Regions from separate parts of the Bicyclus anynana genome. Here region 1 is linked to region 2. A link is a contact called in public Hi-C data. All regions are on one chromosome and are shown on one strand. The core of a region is the stretch at or near the end of the contact, and the rest is flanking DNA. Distances in the headings are between cores, read along the strand shown. Region 1 overlaps LOC112047949 (SUN domain-containing ossification factor). Region 2 overlaps LOC112047949 (SUN domain-containing ossification factor).

Evidence for each region. A called contact is a pair of places that touch in the nucleus more often than the background predicts.
Region 1: a contact with region 2 is called in a Hi-C map of whole larva, with 2.2 times the contacts expected there. The contact joins two enhancer-like sites. A contact is called at or near these places in 2 of 2 Hi-C or Micro-C datasets (whole body and whole larva).

What each region holds. Positions count from the first base shown.
Region 1 is chr3:17,863,620-17,870,137 of ilBicAnyn1.1, forward strand. All of the region lies in intron 2 of LOC112047949 (SUN domain-containing ossification factor), which reads left to right. Among protein-coding and RNA genes, the nearest start is that of LOC112047952, 30 kb to the right of the region's middle. Within about 2 kb of position 4,577, at least 8 of the 8 cell types and tissues checked have open chromatin away from gene starts, as enhancers often do.
Region 2 is chr3:17,802,967-17,809,759 of ilBicAnyn1.1, forward strand. The region is part of intron 2 of LOC112047949 (SUN domain-containing ossification factor); the gene reads left to right. Among protein-coding and RNA genes, the nearest start is that of LOC112047949, 12 kb to the left of the region's middle. Within about 2 kb of position 4,980, at least 8 of the 8 cell types and tissues checked have open chromatin away from gene starts, as enhancers often do.

The DNA of each region.
Region 1 (6,518 bases), core at 3,327-5,826, 60 kb after region 2:
ACCAAAAATCACATTTGTATTGATTATTTTTTTGTTTATCAATTTTGACTCAAAACCACTACCTAGCATCACCTTGTCACCTTTTCATAGATTTAGGTACTCTTTACTTTAACTGAATCTGATTTAGTTATATCTGCAGATGCGGTTTAAACTTTAAACCTCTCATTTTTTAGGTTAAACTTCTCTTGTGTGCAACAAAACACTCTTGCGTAAAACACTCTAATCACTTTTTAGCGGCCCGCGATATACATTCATTATTATTTTTTTTTATAAAATAATAATGTAATAAACATATTATGTGATTGTACGATAATTATACTAACTTAACATAACAATATTAAAAGATCTGCTCCTCCGGATATGTGACTTTTAAGTGCTTAAATATAACCGACGGTCAAGAGTGACCTGAACCTTCTCCTATATATGAAACAGCCTATAGGTTGTATTTCAGTCAAGTGATTGTATCAATTTATCGATCACAAACCCTACAGCTTTTGATCCTTCGAGCCGTTCTCTTCGTATTCAATTTTTCAGTGTCTTAATTGCCTCAAACCAGTCCGTATCGTTGATCGTTGTAATGCAAACTAATTGGTGTAGTTTCGCTATTTGATCTCGAACGATAAAGTCGACAAGTAACACAGTCGCTCCATCACCCGGGCCAAATACCAGCTGGTTCTCAAAACAGATAGGTATCTGTAGCTCTGCGGTCGGAATGTTGCAGCAGTATTAACGGCATTAAGGGATAGTGTTCCAAACCGCAACCTATCGATTGCGCAATCGAATACGAATCTATGCGCTATTGTTACACGGAATTGAGGAAACGCTTGCGTCCGTCTATTTATTTTGATGGTACCTAATGGTTGTAGGTATTAGGATCGAAAACTTTTCTTTGTTCGCTGATTTCTTCATAAATGTGTGATTCATTTACTCGGACTCAAATTACATTATATTAAATTATTTTATAGGTACGTTTTATTATGCTGCATATATACACTAATTCATCATTTCCAATGTTTTGCATAGTAATAAATAATAATAATAAAATCCTTAATTCAGACGAAAAAAAGAGAAATTTAAATCTACAAGCTTACAAACTAATAAAAAAGGATTAAAATTACTTAACGATGTACAATCATAAGTTAGTCTATTAATACTTAATTAATATTAAACATTCAGCTGAATGGGGGCCCTGCCTCAGCATAAGACTAAATTTCTCACGTCCCTCACTCCTTTCATCTCATTTCACCTTCTTATTGCTTTTTAGGCGGTTTGAATGGTCTGTGTAAAACAATATATTTTATTCTTAGTGCTGCTATTCAAGTTCTTCTTCTTCTTCCTAAAAGGTTGTTACCGCACTTAGTCATGTTATTCAAGTAGTAAATGTGTAATTAATTACATTTAAATGTCGTTAGGCAGCGACGTGCTCAAGTTTGTTTCCTAGGGTGTGGTATAGGGTAGGATTTAGGGTACAGTGCATTTTTTCATATATGAAGTGCACCTAATCCTTGTTAGGATTATGATCTTGGGACAATCAAATGGATGTTAACGAACTAGATATGATCGAGATAGATATGATCGAGTGCCAATGGATATGCGATCAGTGTGATAAAGCGTTCTACACAGCTAATTATAGCCACAAATAGCACCTATTAACGGATACTGCTATTTAACGGCGAAGCAAAGGTTGCACGTGCGTAGGTATATCGTGTATACGGCCGTCGCGGGTTTATTAACACCGCGCAATTATAAGAATCGACGTCGCGTAAAATTACGTTCCTTGTTACGTAAATGCGGCAATAAATAAATGACGGACGATCGTTTGTTTCTTAAACTGTTACAATAGATCGAGAGGCATGATTTACAGCGGAAAATTGGTTAAATATTTTAGGTTTAGTTATTGGATTACCGAAATTTTAACAGTTTTAAGATCTCTAAATCATGTAGTTAGTATATGAGACGCTTTGGGTGGACGGGTTTAATTGATAACATATATTTTCATTCTAAACGCAGAATGAAGTAAGTATTACGATTATTTACTTGTTATATTTTCGAACTTCGATTTATTTCAAAAAATTACCATAACATAGTTTTTATCCATTATTACTATACGAATGATTATTTATTCATTCGCATTTATTATATAGACTAGACTAGACTACACTAATATTATAAAAAATAAAGCTATGAATTCTTAGGAGTTAATCGTCTGAAACGATTTTAAAATTCTTTTACCAATAGAAAGCTACATTATTTGTGATTGGCTGTAGTTAGTATTCCCGTATTCCCACGGGAACGAAAACGAACGAAACTGCGGCACGTCTGCTAGAATAATATATTTCTATTTGCGTTGATTTCTAATAAATAGCCGTAGATATCAGAGTACGGGCTTTAAACTCTTTATTGGCTCGCAGAGAGGACTGAACTGTTGGTATCTACATTAGCATTATTAGATAACGTAGAAAGCTTTCTTTTCTATCGCGGAATTCCGTTAATATAAGCACTAATGATTTGACGAACACGTAATGTACTTTCGTCGTAGTTATTCTCATTAACAGCTGCTTTTTTCTGAATATACTAATCTTATCCCACTTCTGATAACATCTTATAAGTGCTTGTTTGAGTTTTGAGAGACTTGAGATATTGTTAATCAGATAAAAGTATACAACCTTTTTGGTCTAGTAGTTGATTATTCGGGTCACGGGATGACCATTCGAGCATTCGAATCCCGGGCGAACTATCTTTGTTCCAAAAAATTCTCAGTTTACCGGAGGAAGTTAATGGTTCTATCCCGCTTAACTCCACATTGGAGTAGGGTGTTGGGTTTAAGCTCCATGTCTCCTCTTCTATAAGGAAGGCCTGCCCTCCTTTAGTGGGTATTTTATATATGCAGATGATAATGAAAATTGTACTACTATAAAATTAAGACAATGCTATTATAATTTCATTATATAAGCACGTTTAGGATACATACCATAAAGAGTTTTTTTTTTGTTTATAAATGTGGTTTTTAATTTTTATGATATGAGTGTACATAAAGACTATTCCATAATGGGTATGTGTCAATTAACTTTTATTTACTTTATTGCCTATTTCAATTTTAAATGGCCCATTATTCAGTATATTTTACGGGCGTGAAGAATGAACAATTCAGTTCTCATAATAAATTGCAAGGCGCATCGAACTTTAATTAGAGGTTTTACGTCATTACCTAATGCAATTAAATTCCACCACGTAATATGTCGTACAGATATGTTAATTTGTTGACGACACTGTCATATCTTTGGCGTGGATCTTTGCATAGTATCCGTTTGACCTACTGTAGACTGTACTGGGGTTGTACGATAATTATACTAACTCAAGATAACAATATTATCGGGCTATACTTACCTATTGGGGACTTTTCGTATTATCATGTCTCAATTTAGCCACAAGCCAAGGTGTCCTCGGTTTTGTCCGCGTAGATCCGAACAGTAGCCAAAGTAATTGCTTGTAACATCTGCTATCTACTAGTGAGACCTCTAAAATCGGTCAAGCCGTTTCAGAGATTAGCCGAAACAAACAAACCAATAGGCAAAAATACTCGCCATACATACATCAGCCTTTAATATGTTAGTAAAAAGTAATGTTACTTTTAAATTTCAAACAGACACTTCCTTTTTATTTATTTCTACCGTAATAGTATTATTTGACGATACAATAAAATCATTTTGTTATTTGCTTTATGATTATGCATTATAAATTAAATATTAAGACTTTACCTGTACTATATACAAGTAAATAGTATGCAAACCATTGTATCTTGCTAATATCTGGCTGGATAAAGTGGTGAAAGAAGCATAATATATTTCTCAGTAGCATCTTTGTTGTTGCATAAAGACCATGTTTATATGACGTGTATTTGACAGTCATCTATTTATTCGCGCAACTACTGAATACTTGAAGTTGTAATAAAGTGACGAAGATCGACGTAATTATCTCTCGCTAACGCGGACCGATTGTATACTGTTAATATTATTAAAATAACAGATAGAATAAGGCACGTGTGGTCGTTCAACTTTACTTATTTATATGCTGCCTTTATTACTCAACTCAGGAACATAATGTGATATAAATGCAGCGCCTTGGAAACTATCAGTTTTTTTTGGCAAATCAAACGTGTTTGTCAAATACTTTGATGAAAAGTCAAGTCTGACAAGCAAGTTTGTTATACATGTTTAGTTTGTTTCCAAATTCCAATTCCCTTTTAGAAAAATAATATATTGTGCTTACAGTGAACAATACTTCAAACACTTTTTACTTTCAAACTATAACTTTTGATAAAAGCAAAGATCATACACCCTACAGTTTTTATAACATACTCGTAAATGTGTTCCCAAGACTTCCCACCAACGCGATCGACGGATAAATAACTTTGCCAACTTTAAAGTGCTTTGTAGATACTTTGTTGAACTTAGCGAAGAAAAAGTTTCATAAAGTTGTGTGTGCATTACATTCGCGCGTGCCAGTGTATATATAAAGACGCATGCGTATTAACAAGCAAGTGGTGTATAACATAAAGGTGTGCGCACATGAAGCGTAACAAAGCGTCATAAAGGTGCGTGCACAGTGCGCGTGGTGCGCGCGGCGCGGGGCGCGGGTGTCGTGTGTCGTGATAGGTGCGCAGCGTCGCCAATGCGGCGGCGGCGCGGGCGCGATGTCGCCGCCGCGGGCGCTGCTGGCGGCGCTGCTGCTCTGTCAACTGCTGTCGTACGGTGGCCACCAAGGACTCACCAAGATATTCTACACGTAAGCCACTCATTAACATATCACACATCAACAATATATAATGCGTTAGACTATTTCTGACGTACAACAATTTATAAAGACACGAGTAATACTTCACTCCATACAGATATACAGGCTGTTTATTTATATTGCTTCTGTACCGTTAATAGAATATATCTTCAGTACAGTCTATACTTTTTATGAAATGTATTTTTTTTTATAATTTTTGACTCCAAGAATAACAAAATAATGAACACATTAGTTTCAAACGCCACCACTGTAGCTACAGATGATAGGGTGGCCCTAAAATCAGTTATAAAGTAAACATCGTCCGTAAACGATAACTTTGGTATTTATTAGCTAATGAAAAAAAGAAAAAAATAAATGTCTATTAAATTTCATTTATGTACAAAATGTAAAAAATTGCACACTCCAAAAAACTTCTTTTCTAGCTTCTTTTTTACTGAGTAACTTGCGAGTTATGTTTGGAGTATCTCTGCGTGATCGAATCAGAAATGAGGAGATCCGCAGAAAAACCAAAGCCACCGACATAGCTCAACGAATTTCGGAGTTGTAGTGACTATAAGCGGGGCTCATAGTACCTACGAAGAGACATTGGGACCCCAGCGTCCATCGATTTTCATGTGCCCCGCTTTGCGAAGATTAACTAACTAAAACTAACTTTGCAAAGAAATTTTAAATCTTCATAACAGAAAATAAAGTGAAATTGCCAACAACAACTTGGGGATTCCCCGAGTCTCGTGCATGATATCACTTTTTTTTTATAAAAAATAAAGATACATTTGCACATTGCCTATTGTTCACATGCATTTTGCATTCCAAGAATTTCCTTAATTACTTATTGTAGAAGTCAATAATAATCATTATCGTTATAGTTTATCGCAGAAAGAACAACAATTGCCTGCGTTTTCATGTAGTAGGCAATAACTGACGTTGTTACGGTCTATTAAACGAGCGTGCGAAGTGTCTGCGTGATAAACGTATCGATGTCTTGTTTATTTGTTAAAATTCTTTAAATTCCTTGAAAAAGAACTTTAATCGCTCGTCAAATCAAATACCTGTGTAAACGCAACTTTATGTGAATCGGTTTTTCGCCTGCTTTTTTATTCTGCGTTGCTATATCATTTGTTTAAAGCCGAAGCATTTTACGTCTTCGTTTCTCTTTCATAAAATGAATTGAAAACGTGAACTTTAAACGTCCTTGAAATGATTTTACTCTCCATTTTTTTATCAAGAATATTACTTAGCCATATAAAATTAATATCTGGGCGACCGAGGTGAGGTGATACTTTCGACTTCAAGTAAGCGTAAAGCTTGCTTTAGAAATGGGTACGTCAATCAACGGGCGGGAATTGCATCCCAGACCTTTCAGATTTAACTCCTATTACGATGATGGTGGGGCTTTTCATCTATATATAATCGAACTTAAAAGAAGTAGAGTTCCACTTCGCGAAAAATAAATATTCGAGATTAAAGTACCTATGTGCTAAAAGTAACTAACTTAACTAAAGCATCAGCTATTATTTTTGGTCTCTATCAATAAATACAATACGCAAGGCATTCCCACATACTCGTAAGTCCGATGTTCTCAATTGATACAGTAATTGTCTCAATTGCCCACGTCCATTACAAATATGAATAGGGCCTCGTATTTTATTTAGACTGGTACCTACAGGACTCTAACTTATCACATCTTTATATCACTTTCACGGCTTGGTCGTGTCAGTATATGA
Region 2 (6,793 bases), core at 3,730-6,229:
GGTACGTCGTGAATTTATATCACACCTGTTGCAACACACGTGCTCTGAAGGTTCTCTATTCATATCTATACTAATATTATAAAGCTGAAGAGTTTGTTTGTTTGTTTGTTTGATTGAACGCGCTAATCTCAGGAATTACTGGTCCAATTTTGAAAAATTATTTCAGTGTTAGATAGCCCATTTATCGAGGAAGGCTATAGGCTATATTTTATTCCCGTATTCCTACGGGAACGGGAACCACGCGGGTGAAACCGCGCGGCGGCAGCTAGTATGGAAATAAAGCAGGTTTTACATTGTTACGGACAATTCATTTCAGCGTTTGTTGAGTTCGTTTAAAGTTCGCGTGCTTGTAAACCAGCAATCAATAACCTTCTGCCCAAAACATTTATGCATAATGAGAGAAATAAGCATGCGATAATTCTTACTCGTACTTCTTTGGACGACCTCTATCACAATGGTCTACTTTTTCCTCTAGAACAATACAAAGTAGCTTATTTCTAGGCACCGCATTTTAAAAAGTTTGTCTGTTGTGATAGTACTTGTGGTTTAGTTAGCTGATTCTACTAAGCAAGAAACTTAGCAATTGCATTATTTAAATAATCATTTCTCTGCTAATTCTATAGTCAATCTATTTTTGGTTAAAACTCTCAGCCTGCAGTTGGGAATTTGGTGGTGTTACAGCCATGACTCGGAGAGCGCGTTAAGCCGTCGATCCCAGTCATTATCATTAACATCTGATAGAAGTCATTAATTGATTTAACATAGACAACTCGCATTGGAGCAGCTTTAAGCTCCTCATTAGAGAAGCGTGGTAGATAAAATCTCCGCATCGGAGCAGCGTGGTAGATTTAAGTTCTGCATCGGAGCACCCTGGTAGATTTAAGCTTCGCGTTAGAGCAGCGTGGTAGATTTAAGCTCCGCATTGGTGCAACGTGGTAGATTTAAGCTCCTCTTTGGAGCACCGTTGTATATTTAAGCTTCGTCTCAGAGCAGCGTGCTACATTTAAGCTCCGCATTGGAGCAGCGCGGAAGATTAAAGCTCCGCATCGGAGCAGTGTGGTAGATTTAAGCTTCGCATCGGAGCAATGTGGTAGATTTAAGCTCCATAACCCTTTTCTTATTAGGAGGCTTTTTGACGGCCTCCGTGGCGCAGTGGTATGCGCGGTGGATTTTCAAGATGGAGGTCCTGGGTTCGATTCCCGGCTGGGCAGATTGAGATTTTCTTAATTTGCCCAGGTCTGGCTGGTGCGAGGCTTCGGCCGTGGCTAGTTACCACCCTACCAGCAAAGACGTACCGCCAAGCGATTTAGCGTTCCCGTACGATGCCGTGTAGAAACCGAAAGGGGTGTGGATTTTCATCCTCCTCCTAACAAGTTAGCCCGCTTCCATCTTAGACTGCATCATCACTTACCATCAGGTGAGATTGTAGTCAAGGGCTAACTTGTAAAGAATAAAAAAAAAAAAGGGCTTGGCTCTGTTATGGGCCGTCAAATTTTAATGATGCTATTCCAACATTGAGGAAGATCATCTTGCAGCTACACATATGTTTTAAAATGACTAGTAGGCACAAAACCCACACTCCAGACTCTCCGGCCGTAGCCCGAGGCGTCTGGCTGCAACACTCGGCGATCCGTCGATAACCTCTGACGGTGGGAACTTTAATTGTTGCGTATAACGAACCGACCACGCTTCCGTGGGGCCCAGATTCAGGTCGGGCCACTTTTCCGCGATAGTTAAACGATTGCATTTCCAATTTAATTTGCTTTTCACTTTTAGGTCGCTATTTACTGGGATCGTGGACGCTGATTTATTTGCCATTGCTTTGCTATGCTTACTTTGTTTCGTAGGGCTGCCACTGGTGCCATTAATAATAATTAGTTGTATGCTCATCGTCGTTCTTACATAGAAAGTTAAGGTAGTTTTTTTATTGCTATTTTGGCAGAGTGGTCGTAGTTGCTAGAATACTCCCAGTTCTTTTTAATCGCGTATTGGGTGGTCTTGGTTGTTACAACATGCGATACCTTCAGCGAAGTGCTTCTCCAATTTTTTGCGACTATGTTGCACCATCACTCCACAATTATCTGTCTATTATATCGGGAGTGTTACGAACGAATTTGCCAAGGTATAAGTAATGAAATACTTGTCGTTTCAAAGATTTTTTCATCTTTCATCAAGAGTAGGTAGTAGTTTTATGTAGGGCGTATGTTTTTTTTTCAGCACGAAACAATTTTATTTAAAGACGTGACTTGCATAAGTACATTATTCCTAACAGAACAGAAAATTGTGAACTTTGGTACATTGTTAATTGGTTAATTAATTCTATCTGTCATCTACATCTATTGAGAGAAATAAATGAATTAACCTGCAGTAAGCACTATGCAGCTATGCAGTATGTACTGGAACGCGCAGTATGTCGTAAGGGTCCATGGATAGAGCGGAATATAAAAAACATGAAAGGATGGGATATCACAGAGTGACGTGATAGGTTAGTGGATATGACCTCTGCCTTCGATTCGGAGGGCGTAGGTTCGAATCCCGTCCGAGGCATGCACCTCCAACTTTTTAGTTATATGCATTTTTTTCAAGATATTGAATATCACGTGAGGAAGTCCGCTTTTTCTTAATTCTCTATGTGTGCGAGGTCTGCCAATCCGCATTTGGCCAGTGTGGTGGACTAAGGTCTAACCCCTCTCATAACGACAGGAGATTTGTGCTTACAGTGAGCCGAATGTGGGTTGTTAATGATAAACTACAGATCTGGTTGGAATAAAAAAATAAACGAAGTATTTATTGCAAAGAAAAGAACTGCAATTATTGCAATGATTGCAAACGATTTGCTGCATAGTTTTTTATGTGTATATCATGTAAGAACAGTGATTTCTTCACTGTTTCGATTTTGATCTTCATATTATGTAAACGAGGTCGTTAAGGCTTTAAGTATTTCATTGTGTTTGTTATAGAGAAATTAAGAAAAATAAAACCCTTCTAATGGAATTATCAGTGAAACGAAATATGTCTATTGCTAAATTACTTGCCAACGTATCTAACGTTGGCAAGTATTTTAGTAGGTATCCTGAAGGTTCTAAATGATGTTGCAGCATTATTTTCGGCCATGGTTATTTACCATCCTACCGGCAAAGACGTACCGCCAATCGATTTAGCGTACTTAAAGTGTTTCTCAGATTTCGCTATAAAAAAAAATATAGTACTTTATGGAATAAACATATGATGTAAAAACATCTGATTTTTAATTTTTTGAAACCAAATGCTATTTTTTTTTATTTGTTTAATTGTTTGGAACTCAGTAAGATAGATAAGATAGGATAAACGCTATTACATATATTGAAAACTAATGTTCTTAAAGATTTAAAATAAGATAAGATTTAAAATAGTTAGATTTCAGTGTTGAAAATATAGTATTCAACAAAATCAAAAAATTCAATATTCATTTATTTCAAGTAGGCTCAGATTACAAGCACTTTTACGTCGTCACGTCAGTTGACTATTTGTAAAGATTGTACCACCGGTTCGGAAGGCAGATTCTCCCTTCCGAATTCGGCAGTAAAAATTCTGCAGTATTTTTACGCAGTCCCGAAATATAGTACAATACTAATATACGGTTGGAAACCCTACCATCAGGTGAGATTGGACAACAAGGACTAACTTGCAAATAATAAAAAACAAATTGTGAAAAACTGACAAATTGTGAATGAAGTCACGAGCGTTTGCTGGCTATAGCTATAAAATGGGAAACAACAATCGAAGGCGACAGTTACGCTCGCGTAGAGTAGCGAAACGGATCGCGTAGGATGGCTAGACAGACCTGCAGTTAACAGTGTCCACTATAAATCGTAGTACTCTAGCCGCAGGACTCAATTTGAGAGGATAGAAAGTAAATTGATTAAAAATATGAAAGCGAGCCATTTCTAATGAGACGCCTACGTGATGGAGACGGCAGTTAACGAGAGTGTTAACTTTATGTAAGCCGATTCGTTAGTGACATATCGGTAACTGGCTCTTATAAATAAATTGTGCACTTTCATTATTTTCACTGTCTGATAGACAATACCTAAACTACAATCTCTTGTCTGCTGAAAATAAAAAAAACCTCACTGTTAGTGAAACGTTACGTTCATACCACAGACTATAGCCACAGGCTTGGCAAATTTGTTCTTAACACTCCAGATGGTGCGATGATTCGCGGGCCGAGAGGGGTAGCGATGCCCCGCGCGCATGACTTCATACCCGCGAAGTCCTTCCCTCTGCTCCGCGCGTACGACTTCACACTCGCGCATTTCGTCTCCCCCGTCACCCGCATATCATGGGAGGGTCATCAGCGAACTTACTAAGCTATAGTTACTAGGAAAAAATGTGTTTTTCTACTCCCATTTCGTAATCTACTCAATATAAAACCTAAAAGCATAATATAACAAAGTAAGTACACATTCGGTGTCATGTCGGTTAATCTGTTTTATTAGAGGTTCTGGAATTTCGTGATTTTTTTCCTCAAATATTTATAGAACTTTGGCGTAACTTAATTTATACCAAATCTGTGAATATATTTTCAACCACGTACGAGTAAAATAACTAACATACGTCTCTTATCTCTTAAATGTATTTGCAGTAACTAGGTCAATGACCTCACGCTGATTGTAATGTCGTTAACAAAATAATTACTAAAAATAAGTTTTTTTTATTAACTTTAAGCCTCAATAGTTTAACGGTTATTGGGTGGGCTGAAATACAAAAAGTCTTGTTATCAATCCTGCCCAAAATATTATCATGTGCATTGTGCAAGATACATAATATTACCGAGATACCATCCATTTTTATTATGGACCTTAAGGAGCGTAACACCAACTTCCCACATTCCACTCCGTATAAAATATATTTGCCATTTTGCACGACCTAAGTCCAGTGGACAGTAGCCCTAAGTTCTCAAGACCGCTTATGAAAGCCTGTTGTCGCTCATTGTAAGAGTATCGCTCGAGGTTGTTGCAATCGGTCATTCACTGTCTGCTTAAGCTTTAGGTGTTAACTCCTACCATTGTTGCGGATTCGTGTCGAATTGTGATCGACTTCTGTTCGTGTTTTAAACGTGTGAAAGATGACATGGACATTTTTGCTGATTGAATATTTGCTGTGCAAATGTTATCGCAGAGTGTGAGCGCAGAAAGAAGTTCAGGCATATTCGAGCTTAAATGCTAAAATAACAGGAGGATAACTCTCTTCTCTAAAAGCGCATCTCGTCCTAATTTCGTCTTAGTTTAAAGACATGTTTTTCTCTGATGAGGTTTGTGCTGAAAGACGTCGTGCTGCTGCAAGCTTTATATATCCATAGCTACGCTAGTAGGATACTACTATTTTTTTCTGAGCAAGCATGTAGTTTTCACATGAGAAAAGTGAATGTATAAGGTATAAAAGAACCCTACAACCAAAACACAAGTTCTCAGCAGAACCTGTCTTCCGAACCGGTGGTAGAATCTTTACAAATAGTCAACTGACGTGTCAAAAGTGCTTGTAAACTGAGCCTACTTGAAATAAATGAATTTTTGAATTTTCAAATCCCGGGATCTGCTTTGAGTTTTTCTTTGTAGTAGGTATACGATGGTACCAGCACCCTCGTACTGAATCCATAAAAGACATTTGTCTGTTATCATTTTTAGTTTTGAATCCATAAAAGACATTCGTCTGTTATCATTAGTAGTTTTGTTGCATTCGAGAACACAGAGTAAGGGCAGTCTAGAGAATAATTAAGCTCAAGTCGGAATACCGGGTGCCTGTTGTGTTGAGGGGAAAGTGAGAATTCACTCGCAGACAAAACCTTTTTAGAGCCATTATTTACGCTTCTATCTATTTATAGTTTAACTATGCTGTTTTAAATCTTACTTACGATATACTTCGTATTGGTGATATAAAAACGTATATATAGTCAGATCGGGTAGGTATTTTAAACAATGTAAATAAACAAAAACATATGATTCAGGGGTGCTCAACATTTTACTAAAGCATTATTCACGAATATTGTCATGAAATAAAACTTCCTTTGATAGACAATTTTTTTTATATTTTATGTTCCTATAAACTGTTATTTATCGAACAGATAATGTTTCTTATCTGATTAATGTAACTTATATTTAGGGTTCCGTGGTCAATAAAGAACCCTTATAGTTTTGTTTTTTTATTATGTATAAGCAAGCACCGCTTAGCTGTACGCTAGATTGTAAGCTATGAGGCAGCCTTTGGTAGAACGCGCTTGCCTAGAAGATGCCTATTCACTCTTGACTTGAAGATACCCATACCCATGTCCGTCTGTCCTTCTATCTGTAACTCAATTACTAATAGAAAACTGTAGCTTGACTATGAAAATTATGTACGCGATTATAGGCGTAAATTAAAAACTTGACAAATAGTTTTTACTCGTTTTCTCGTAGTGTGGGTTATTGTTAGATATACGTTTTTATGTAGAATTTGATGAGTTTGTTAAGACACTACTTTTCAATTTAGGCCTCTATTTGTAAAATATTAAGATTTAAAGTGCTAATTTAATTTCGTACTAAACTAAATAAAATTAAAAACAGTAAATGAACAACAAATAACAATAATAAACAATAACAACGAAACGAGAACAAAACGAAATAACAAAAATTATAAGGGAAGAAAATACGCACAACAAACTGGATTTAGTTAACGAATACTGTGAAGTAGGAGTATTAGTCACAGACAAAAAATAAAGTAGTGTTCTGTGCTGTGAAGTGTGAACTGTCAAATCTCAAATCTTCTTTCACTTAAT